Linked DNA regions of Gossypium raimondii: region 1 is linked to region 2. A link is a contact called in public Hi-C data. All regions are on one chromosome and are shown on one strand. The core of a region is the stretch at or near the end of the contact, and the rest is flanking DNA. Distances in the headings are between cores, read along the strand shown. Region 1 overlaps LOC105797256 (a long non-coding RNA gene). Region 2 overlaps LOC105797251 (ubiquitin carboxyl-terminal hydrolase 17).

Region 1 (5,620 bases), core at 2,247-4,746, 240 kb after region 2:
GACTATAGGTTCAACTTCCGTCGGTACCTCTTCTATCTAGTAGGATGGGCTAGTGAGATAGTGCCCTCGAGCTACAAGGGTGTGCGTTACTTTATTTGTATTCCGAGGATTAAATTGAAAAGATAAGTTAAGAAAATTGGGTCTTTTCTCTTAATTTCATTTATAATGTTGCCAATCACCAATCTGTCCTTTGAGTCTGATTTGAGTTTTTTTTATAACTGTTAGAGCATCACCTTCAACTATCAGATCTTGAAAACCCATTTCTTGCCAAATATTACGACTTGAAGACACGCCTTTGCTTCTGCAGTGGTCGGATCCCGAGTTCTTCCTAATGGGTAAGTACACGCCACCATCAAAAGACCTTCATGATTTCTTATAACGATTCGCACTGTTGCTGTAATGTCGTATTGAAAAAATGCTTCATCAAAATTAGCTTTAACTTGTCCTGCCTTGGGGGTCTCCAGAATTCCTCCTTTGACTTAATGTTGACCTCTGTTATGGATTTTATTTTATCTAACTCTAGAATATAAGCTTTAATAAAACCCACAACCTGTTATACCCTTCCCTTTTTCCTTTCATGGTAGTATTTATTTCTATTATACCACATTGCCCAAACTGAAATTGCCATGACTGCACACAAATGAATGTTATTGATGCAAAAGAAAGAGATTGACCATTGTTTCCATGTTTATTCTGTGTTTATGTGCGAGACATCAACTCCAACCTCTTGCTGAACCTTTTTTGTGAATTCACAATCTCGAAAAAGGTGTTCCATAGTTTCTTCTTCCACTGAGCAGATTGGACAGGTAACATCATTCCTGAGTCTTCGAGTCTTTAGGTTACTAAGCGTGGGGAGATAATTGTTGGTTACTCTTCATAAATGTATTTTTATTTTACTGGGAATCGGAATGTTCCACAGTTTTGTAAAATAAGCTTTTATATTAGTTTGGTATGTATAATAATCCTGTAGATGTAGGTCATTTTTAATTAGCCATTTAAAACCACTCTAAACTGTGTACTCGCCCTATTTATCTCCACCCCATTTCATAACATCCTATTGAGTCCTGCTTACCAACGAAATAAACAGGATTGCCTCAGCTTGTTCCCTTTCTAGTAAGTCCCAGACTGTATTAGAGTTCCATGTAAAAGATTCTTTATTAATTAGATCTGCTACTTTGGAATAGTTTATATTTATACTCTAACTTTTTACTCTTCCATCTCCAGGGGTAGGTAGCCAAGCATCATTCCAGATATTTGTTAATTCACCGTTCCCTATCTTCCAGCCTATTCCTTCTTCCAATAAACTACGTACATTTCGAATGTTGTGTCAGGTAAAAGAGGGGTAAGCTCCTAACCTTGCATTTGAAAAATGATCATGTGGATAATATTTTACTTTCATTACGCGCGCAAACAAACAATTAGGTTGGGCGAATAATCTCTATCCCTGTTTAGCAACCAGGGCAAAATTGAACATTGCCAAATCCCTAAACCCCAAATGCTCAAACACTTTTGGACTGCACATAACGAACCAATTACTCCAATGAATGCCTTTATTAGTTTTTAAATTGCGCCACCAAAATTTACTCATCAAATTTTCTAATTCTCTGCAAAGCAACACTGTTAATTTAAAACACTCATGGCGTAAATGAGAAGTGCTTGTAAAATTTATTTTATAAAAACTTCTTTACCACCAAAAGACAAATTACACATGCTCTAAGTCTTCGTTTTTTGAATAACTCTTTCTTTTAACTCCACGAACGCGCCTATTTTTCTCCTCCTACCATCGTTGGGAAGCCTAGATATTTTTCTGGGTTATTTGAGATTCGAACCCCAAAAACTCCTCTTATTTTCTCTTTAAGGTCATCCTGTACATTTCTATTAAATAAATCAGGGATTTCTCAAAATTCACTAGCTGACCAGAAATACTTTCGTACTGATTAACTACTGTTTTCACTATTGTTGAACCTTCCATCATTGCTTCCCCAAATAATATGCTATCGTTGGCAAAGAAAAGATGGGTGATAGATAGATCTCCTCTGCCCACTCTAGCCCATTCAATTTTTCCTTCTTTTTTAGCGTTATTCAATAGCTTAGAAAGGCCTTCTGCTCATATGATAAATAAATATGGGCTCAGAGGGTCTCCTTGCCTTATTCCTCTCATTGGTTTGAATTCTGTCCCTTGATTCCCATTAAGTAACACCGAATAGGATACTGTTCTTATACACCTCATTACAAGATCAATCCAACTGCTGCAAAAGCCTAACATTTTCATCATATCTTCAAGATAATTTCATTCCACTCTGTCATAGGCTTTACTCATGTCCAATTTTAGGGCAAAAAAGCCTGTGCCTCCTCTCTTCTTGTTTTTGAAAGAATGTAAAATTTCATAAGCTATCAGAATGTTATCAGTTATTTGTCTTCATGGGACAAAAGCACATTACGTTTCTTCAATGCATAAGTGTAGAACCCTTCAAAATCTATTAACCACTACTTTCAAATTTATTTTGTAGACGACATTGCAAAGACTTATAGGTTTGAACTATCCCAAATTCGTGGGGGCTTGTACTTCTTTCCGGACACTTTGAGAGGTGTCATGCTCTTTAAAGCTTCCACCACCTCTTATTCTCTAAACTCTTTACCAAGTTCCTCATTTAAAGGCTTTGTGATACAAGGCTGGACTTCGTTTCTAAGCCGTTCACAACTTTGCAACGGGTTGGAAGAGAAATGATTTTTAAAAAAGTTAGTTGCAAGATCAATAATAGCATTATTGCCTACCCATCCACCCTTTCCATCCTCTAGAATTTGATCTCTAAAAAATTAAAAAGAATCTATTAAGCTACTTCAGAAAATAATGAAATCATAAATTAATACATGATAAAATTATATTTTGACCTCTCAAAATTTATAATTCAATTTGACCCTAATTTTTTTTGGATTTGCTTTGTTATTAGGATATAAAAGAATACAAGGGTTTATTTAATAATTAACTAATTTAACGTTTATTTTAGTAGTTTAACTATAGATATTTTTCTTAATGGGAAAAGTCAAGGAATATGACTACTTAGTAATGTAGGGTTAGCATGTTGAAAGGTAAAAGAATAAAAGAATGTACACATAATATAAAATATAATAAAAATACAAGAAATTAATATAATATTAGATTATGTTACATCTACAGTATGAATGAAAATTTTAAAATTTCATGTAAAAATTAAATAAAATTTTTATTGAAATGGTGATGTTGAAAATTTAAAATATGTGACATCTTTAATTCAAATATTTTGATAAGTGGATTTTAATTTTATATAGAAATATAAAATTATTATAATAATGTAATTTTTTATATAAAAATATGTTCTTAATCCCTTTTTAATTAAATTATGTGGAATTTACTTATAAATAAATAAATGAAGTGATTGATAGTGTACTGCCTTGACTGTGTTTGTTTGTTGGAGTAGAGAGAGACGTAAGGATTGAGACAGACAGGAAGAGTTGTTCCGTGTGGCCCTTCGCCTTCGCCTTTGGCTTTGGGTCCTCCACATCCACAAATTGACATTGACCACTTGATGTTCTCCTTTTGGGTTAAGGTCAATGTTCCAAAACTTGGTTTCTTATTTTATTTTATTTTTCAGTTTGATAGATTCAATTATACTTGAGTTTTATTATTAATTCTCAAGCAATCATATAAAATTATGAGTTTGAGTATACTTAAATATTTAATATCTTTAAATTTAAAAATTTTAGAAAGAGTTTATAAATAATTTAATATTTATATTTTAAAATTTACACCATTAATTTATTTCATCAATTCAAAATTTTAATTTTAATATTCAAAAATATATTTTAGGTATAATAATTTATTTGGACCTCTAACTTTAAAAGAAAAAGTCATTTTAGCCATCCATTTAAATTTTCGTCTCTTTTAGTCATTGTCTTGCATTGTTTGTCAAATCACCCCAAAATAAATGAAAAATTAACCTTTGTTAACGTTACTAATGTGACATATATGTTGATTGTCATGTGATGCCACATAAACAATCAATTCATTTTTTTAAAAATTTTAAAAAATATATTTTAAAGAATTAAAAATTATGGGATTGTTTGCAAGAACTTGCTAATGGTATCTCAGACCCTTGAATATGATTTAGGGATTTTAATGCCATTCTAAATGTGTACGAGAGGAAAGAGGGGTCGAAGAATAGAAGCACAGTTTGCAAGCTCTTCCAATCCTTTTTACACGATATTAGTTTGCAAGATATGGGGTTTCATGGGCCAATGTTTGCTTGAAATAGGGGTGAACTTTTTCAACGCCTTGACAGAGCCATTTGTAATGAACAATGGGTTAATTTTGTTTTGAATTACTTTGTACATTATTTGCACAAACTCAAATTGGACCACATGCCTCTCACTGTGGCCACGGATTCGATTACTTCATTTGTTGGTGACAAACCTTTTTGATGTTTAGCAAGTTGGCAATCACACCTTGAGTTTAATGACTTAGTACGAGGTAATTGGAATGTGTCAACTAAGGTGGTTGCTAATATAAAAGGGTGTTTAGGAACATTTTTGCAAGGAAGAAAGAGTTGATGACAAAGTTGTGAAAGGTGCAAAGGTCTCTTGAATTGCGAGATAATCCAAGCCTACGTTCTTGTGAGATCGATTTAAAGACTGCTATTGAGGACATCCTAGAGTAGGAAGAACTTCTATGGATCCAAAATTCTAGAAGTACATGGCTTGCCAATAGTGATAGAAATACAAAATTTTTCCATAGCCGTACTTTAGCTTGACGAAAATGAAATTGAATACAAGGCCTTAGGATTTAAGGAATGGGGTGGTGTTATGATCAAGACACTTAAAAAACATGCTATTGAGTTTTACAAGAATCTATACATGATTGACGTATTCCCTCCTACTGAACAATTTTTCTGTCGAGGAAGATTTCCAGCGTTGGATAATGATGATTTGGTGGTTCTTAATGTTAAAGTCTCAATTGATGAAGTTCAAAAAGTGTTCTTCAGCATGGCTCCTTTGAAGGCTCCAGGAGTCGATGGTCTTCATGCGAAATTTTACCAGCTGTAGTAGGAGTGTAATAGCCCATTTTCAGTGGTGTCGGAAATAGTAGTTATGAGACCACAATTCCAACAAATAAGTCAGTAAGTATTATTATTTTAATATTGTAACGCCCTAATTTATTTAATTTTGTTCTTGTGAATTCTGTCATAAATGAGTATCTACTTTAGTGGCTAAGTGTTCTGAATGTGTGTTTGAGGTCTTTGGTTTAGGTTTCACTTTTGAAAATTCTATTATTTTTTATCCTAGCCTTATCCTTGGCGGTTTGGCTTATAATCTATTACTAGTCAAATCATATGAGATGAGCTTGCTGGTTTGAGGGTAAGGTGTTAGCTTGCCGTGAGGTCCCGTGTTCGAGTCCCTGTGTTAAGGAAGCTGATATTTATAGGACGTCTTAAGGTTAATGAAGCTAATATTCATAAGACGACTTTTAGGACTCTTTATAGAGACTACGAGTTCCTAGTCATGTCATTTGGTTTGAAGAATGCTCCGGTTGCATTCATGGATCTGATGAACTGGGTTTTCCAGCTGTATGATCAGTTCATCTTTG
Region 2 (5,994 bases), core at 3,171-5,670:
AAAGGAAAAGAAAAAGAAATCTAAAATGTAAGAAATATAACAGAAAATTATTTTCTCACATCAGGTCATCACAAATAAAAAGAACAGAAATAAACAAAAAATTACCCCACTAAATCTAGGCTAACAGAAATTGCAGAAAAAATTGCAGAAGTAAATGTGTGGACTTTAAGGACAGTTTGGGTTAGACTAGTCCAATTGTTACCTATTTTCTGAATTGGGAACAATACTGCTAGATCATGTTTCTGCCCTATGCTGTTTCAATTAGTAATTCCTTACATGCATAATTTTAAATTTTAAGTTTTCATCCTTTAAGCTGTGTTGTACCTTGGATGTGTATATTTTACTATTTTATTCCTTGTTTCTCACTTTCTGTTAATTTGCTGTTTACTTTGCACAGCTGTTATGCCAATGCTGTCCTTCAATGCTTGACTTTCACTCCTCCTCTGACTGCTTACTTTCTTCATGGAATCCATTCCAAAGCATGTATGTCCCTCTAATGTTCCAATTGGAATTATTACATTTTTGTGCTTCGAGGTAGCATGTTGGATGACTTACTACAAATTTCTTTCTTAGGTGCAAAGAAAGATTGGTGTTTCACTTGTGAGTTTGAAAAATTAATTTTGAAGGCTAAAGATGGGAAATCACCGCTGTCCCCTATGGGAATACTTTCCCAACTACAAAATATTGGCAGTCAACTTGCTAATGGGAAAGAGGAAGATGCACATGAATTTTTAAGGTGAGATAGGTTTAGCAATATTTAGTGCTTGAACCATTTGAATAATGTTTTACTCCATGAGAAATGAGCAATCCTTTCAATGATGTTGCACTAGTTTATTGATGAATTACATTTGACAGGTATGCTATTGATGCTATGCAATCTATTTGTCTTAAAGAAGCTGGGTTGGCTTCATCAGGTTGTTTAGAAGAAGAAACAACTTTAATTGGCTTAACATTTGGAGGCTACCTTCGGTCAAAGGTAAAAACTAAGACCAACCTGTTTTTTGGCCCCACTTTCTCCATCTCTCTCTTGTGCACTAGAGCTCTTATTTGCATCAGGAGTTTGTGTTAAAATGCAAATGATGCATGTAAACTTGTTACTATTTTCTGCAGATAAAGTGCATGAAGTGCCAAGGCAAGTCTGAACGTCATGAAAAAATGATGGACCTAACAGTTGAAATTGAAGGAAATATAGGAACCCTAGAAGAGGCTCTTCGGCGGTTTACTAGGACTGAAATTCTGGATGGAGAAAATAAGTACCAATGTAGCAGGTTGATTCGCTTACAAATTTTTTCAGAAGTTTCTTTAGATATTGTATAAATGGTATCATCAATATCATGCAAAGAGACTTGAAGAGGAACTTTTATGGAAACAGTCCTATGCTCAAAATTTTGTTCTTTTATTTGTCCCTGTTTTTGGTAGGTTAAAATTTGACAATTTAACTTTTAGATCTCCTTAATTCCTAACTTGATAGGCTTAAAATCAAAACCATTATTTCTTTTTCTTCGGCTTCTTTCTTGAACTTGTTGGAAATATGGTCTTTGTTTCTATAAATAGTATACTTCGAAGAAGCTCTAGGCTGTATTTTGATGCTTCTGGAGAAAAGATTTACCTTAAATTTTGGAAGCTATAAGAAGTGTTTATGTACATAATACATTTTTCTTTTTGTCTTCTCTGTCATGTGATTATGCAGAGATAGCTCATTGAGTTCCCCCCCCCCCCCTTTTTTTTTGCCAAAATTTCATTGATAGTTGAAATGTGATAACTCTATCTTATGTTTGTGATAGATCTGTATACTGAAAAATAAACAAATTTAACAGAACTTCTGTAAGGGAATTAAAATTGCATGTGAAAAAAGTTTGTCTTTCCTCAAAGATTGATAAATGGCATAGAATTACTCTGATTGATTTTATTGAACATACCTTTTCGTTGAGTTTTTGTGTTTGTTGACATTGGTGATGGTACTGTGCCACTACATGCAGTCTGTTTGGTTTCAGGTCCTGAACTAAATTCTCTACTTCTAGAAGACATCAATTTTTGAGGTTTGTTCACTTTGTCTTTGTTTTGTTCAGATGCAAATCTTATGAGAAGGCCAAAAAGAAGTTGACAATATTAGAGGCTCCAAATATTCTTACAATTGCATTGAAGAGATTTCAGGTACAACTTTCGATAAAGAATGTTATTTTGCTCTTTGTTCTTTGCAGATTCTTACAGTTTAAGTGTGTATTATGTCGCAGTCCGGTAAATTTGGAAAGCTTAACAAAGCGATTCGGTTCCCTGAGATTTTGAACTTGGCACCATATATGAGTGGGACAAGTGATAAATCACCCATATACAGGCTCTATGGAGTAGTGGTCCATTTGGATATCATGAATGCAGCATTTTCGGGTCACTACTTGTGCTATGTTAAAAATGCTCAAAACAAGTGGTTTAAGATTGATGACAGCATGGTATGTTCTCTACAACTATCATCTGCATGCCTTAAGCCGTTTCATTTGTTTACCGCATGCTTCTTTCCTCGATCTATGTTTTCATCTACATTATATTTTGATTTCCTACCCTTAATTTTTGTAATAGCATGTTTGGCTTGTTCTCCCTTAATTTAATGGGTTTTTCCCCCATATGTAATGTTTTAGCTGTAGTTGCCATGTTAATAATCATCGATTCTTTTAAATCCTTTGCTTTACAATCACTTAATTTTCCTGGGTAAAAGGAGTTGTACAAAAATACTCCCTAATGTTTTGAAATAAACCAAGGGTGACTTTGTATTCTTCCTTTTGATTCTGGACTGCATTAAACAATTTTTTTTTTCTAATGGCTTTTGAGATAGTGAAAAAATTGGAAAATACTCCGGTTGGCATCTATTTTTGATGTCTAAGTTGGAGGCATTTTATATTTTTCTGTCTGATGCACCAATCTGTAGGCCAAAAATGCTACCCTAAAGCACAAGATATTCAGTTTGAAAATATTCACTCAATTTCACCCGCTTTATGTCCATCTTCATGTTACTCTTTAATGTTATGTTTTAATTATGTTAAATCACCTCTCAAGTTTTTCCGGGGCGGTAATAAATTGGCAGGTAACATCTACAGAACTCGAAAGAGTTCTAACAAAAGGAGCATATATGCTTCTTTATGCCAGGTAAAGAATCTCAGTTCTTGAGTTTGCTTTAGAAGTTTATATGACGTCATTGCTTGGTTGTTTAACCAAATTATCTTGCAGGTGCTCACCTCGGGCCCCAAGATTGATGAAGAACAGAAGTAAAGCCATTCCATCGAGTGTCAATTCAAAAAATCCGCTGAAGTCCAATTCTTTGACATATTCTGGTCTTGATGAATTCCACCCCAGCTTGATTCATTCAGATACTCCTAGCAGTATTGAATCTTTTTATTCAAAATACAATCAACTGCAAAGGATTTTAGAGGACTCGTCGTCAAGTGATAGTTGTTCTCTTTTTAGCGTCAATTCTGATGAAGGTTCCTGCTGTACTGATAGCACACGTGATTCTACCAGCACTGATGACTTAATAGATTCTATATTTGGTGATTCAGTCCAAGGGTGGAACAGCCCATGGAGGAGTTGTGATTCAGATGCTTTTTCTTCATCATCTTCTTCCTCCCTTTACTTGAGGCATTCACCTGTTGCTGATTTAGACCGATATAGTTCGGGTTCACCCAAAATTCGCAGCTCTCGAATGGATGAGGAAGGTAAGCGAGATGATCTCTTTTTCCACTCCGACACGATGAGTAAACAATGTAGAAAGGTAGTAGTAGCTTAGGAAAACTGACTCAAAGAGATTAACCTCTTAAAAATGATGCATGTTTTAGAAAATCAACGAGGGGAAGAAGAGATTAAAAATCTTATTACGAGATTTGAGTTAAAATGAGGTAAATAAGTGTTTTTGGGAGGGTTGTATATGTAATGTACTTACTCATGTAGTTAGCTTAGCTATGTTTAAAGAAAGCAGCCTATCCCTTTTTGTTCATAGCTTCCCGTTCTCTGGGTAAATAATACACCAGCCTAATCCTTAGGCCCCGGTTTAGCATAATTGTTGGCATAACTTTTGAAAAAAAAAGAAAGTTTTCATTTCATCGAAAATGTAATTTTAAATTGGTAAAAAAGTTATAAATTAGCCCATAACCTTGTATCTTTTTTGTATTGAGCAAGTAAAGATCCAACGAATCAACGTTCATTGCATGAACTTAGAACTTATAGATTACTTGGTATTTTCAATCATTTCGTAATTTTGACTATCCAAACCACATTTTGTATAATTATTTCCCCTCTTTTCTTTTGTTAGTCTAATGCAAATATCTTTCACTTCATTCGTCTTTCCGCACCATGACATTCAATAGAATTTTCAATTTCACTAAGAGGGGCCTATCATAACCCAACACGTGTACCCTTTTTCCACCCCCTAAATGATGCCTCCCTTGACTACAAGCACGTATTACACACAGCCCTCTATATACATTCACAGTAGTGTCACTTAGTACCTATCACGACCGCGTATTACTCACAACCTTGTATATAAAATAAAGTTGAATAATCACGTTCCAGTCAAAAGCATGCCAAAGGGCGAACTTTGTTTTGTCAAAGAAATTGAATTTTATTTTGTAGGTGTAGAAAAGTATAGAATAATTTTTTTTTGCCCATCAATGAAAAGCCTATTTGAAGGAAGAAAGAGTTGGTTGGTTTTTGAAAAGCAGATTTAGATTAAAAGCTAATCATATTTGAAGAAAGGCCAACATTTTGATTTAAGAGGGAATAAGGGCTTGACTTTTCAAGCTCCTTTAAGTCAGAAGCGATGTCTCAGAAAGCTAATGGCTTATTGTCGTGTCACGAATTTAGAGAGAAAGAATAATGAATTTGATTTTAGGATACAAGTAGTGGCATCATATTCATAGATGAAACACATTTTTTTATAAACAAAAGTCGCAATGTTTAATGAGTTGAAGTGAATAATATCTTGTAATATGATGTGAATCGTGACATTTATTAGCAGAGAAGCCATGAAACTTACATTGACCATATATTAGAATTGGTACATATGTTCACACCAGCTTCAACATTCAAGGCGCATTTTGGGGACAAAACCATGAGGTTAACAATACCTTATAAAACTAGTCTATATAATGAAATAGTGAGTGCCTGCGGGGTCACATGTACTCATATTATTCATCAAAAACGAAAAGACAAAAAAGGAGGAAGAAAAGAAAAACCAAAATGATGCGCAAGCGCAAGTGGGAAATGTTGTAGCTTCTCGTGGCGGCCGTTGAAAAGGCAGCAAGTGTCCCACCACTTGGAAGAATGCATGAATATGCAATATTATTGCATTTTATCAACTGTCATCAATGGAACTTCTATAACAACTTGGAGCTAAAATGGGACCCTCATCCCGTCTCCCAACTAATTGTCTAGAGACAAAGATCAAATCCCAAAATGGGCAAATTGCATAACTTTCTTCCTTGCCTCTTCCATGCCTTGTTTTTGTTCACTCAAAAGTGTTTTAACCATTGATTTTTACCCTGAAAAAACATTCAGCCAGGAGTAACTGCATATATGTATATGTATATGCATGTCTCGGAGATGTCGGGGCAACGCAACAAGACACAATCAGACAAGTCATGGATGGTTGTCTTAAAAGATCTTTTTCATCTATATTAATACATACATACATACATACATACATACATACATACATACATACATACATACATACATCAGTGTCAAAACTAAGTCCTGTTTTGGGCTGAAAGACAGTGGCATTTGTCCGTGCCTGTCTTGAACTTACCGTCATACAAACTTAGCATCTTACCGTCAAATATAGTATGTATTTTATCTCTCAGAGATTATTATGCTCCAAAATTCCTCTTGTAATTGATCTGCATCACCAACCAAAACTACAAAAAAGGTTTTTTACACCGGCATGCACAACATATTACGACTATTTTTTTTCTTTCAAAATCCCTTAATTCCTCCAATAAATTTAGTAAA

Evidence for each region. A called contact is a pair of places that touch in the nucleus more often than the background predicts.
Region 1: a Hi-C map of leaf shows a contact between it and region 2, with 2.6 times the contacts expected there. The contact joins two enhancer-like sites. A contact is called at or near these places in 2 of 2 Hi-C or Micro-C datasets (both in leaf).

The regions. Positions count from the first base shown.
Region 1 is chr3:14,035,180-14,040,799 of ASM2569854v1, forward strand. It overlaps LOC105797256 (a long non-coding RNA gene), which reads left to right. Exons shown (of 7, transcript XR_008194305.1): 2 at 1-126; 3 at 226-806; 4 at 1,225-1,342; 5 at 3,459-3,587. Among protein-coding and RNA genes, the nearest start is that of LOC105797256, 3.2 kb to the left of the region's middle. Within about 2 kb of position 3,497, the one cell type or tissue checked has open chromatin away from gene starts, as enhancers often do. A contact at or near this core is called in leaf, where this site is marked.
Region 2 is chr3:13,796,126-13,802,119 of ASM2569854v1, forward strand. It overlaps LOC105797251 (ubiquitin carboxyl-terminal hydrolase 17), which reads left to right. Exons shown (of 11, transcript XM_052628138.1): 4 at 398-483; 5 at 574-736; 6 at 856-976; 7 at 1,111-1,268; 8 at 2,070-2,154; 9 at 2,235-2,447; 10 at 3,077-3,138; 11 at 3,220-4,045. The coding sequence ends at 3,775. Among protein-coding and RNA genes, the nearest start is that of LOC105797251, 6.7 kb to the left of the region's middle. Within about 2 kb of position 4,421, the one cell type or tissue checked has open chromatin away from gene starts, as enhancers often do. A contact at or near this core is called in leaf, where this site is marked.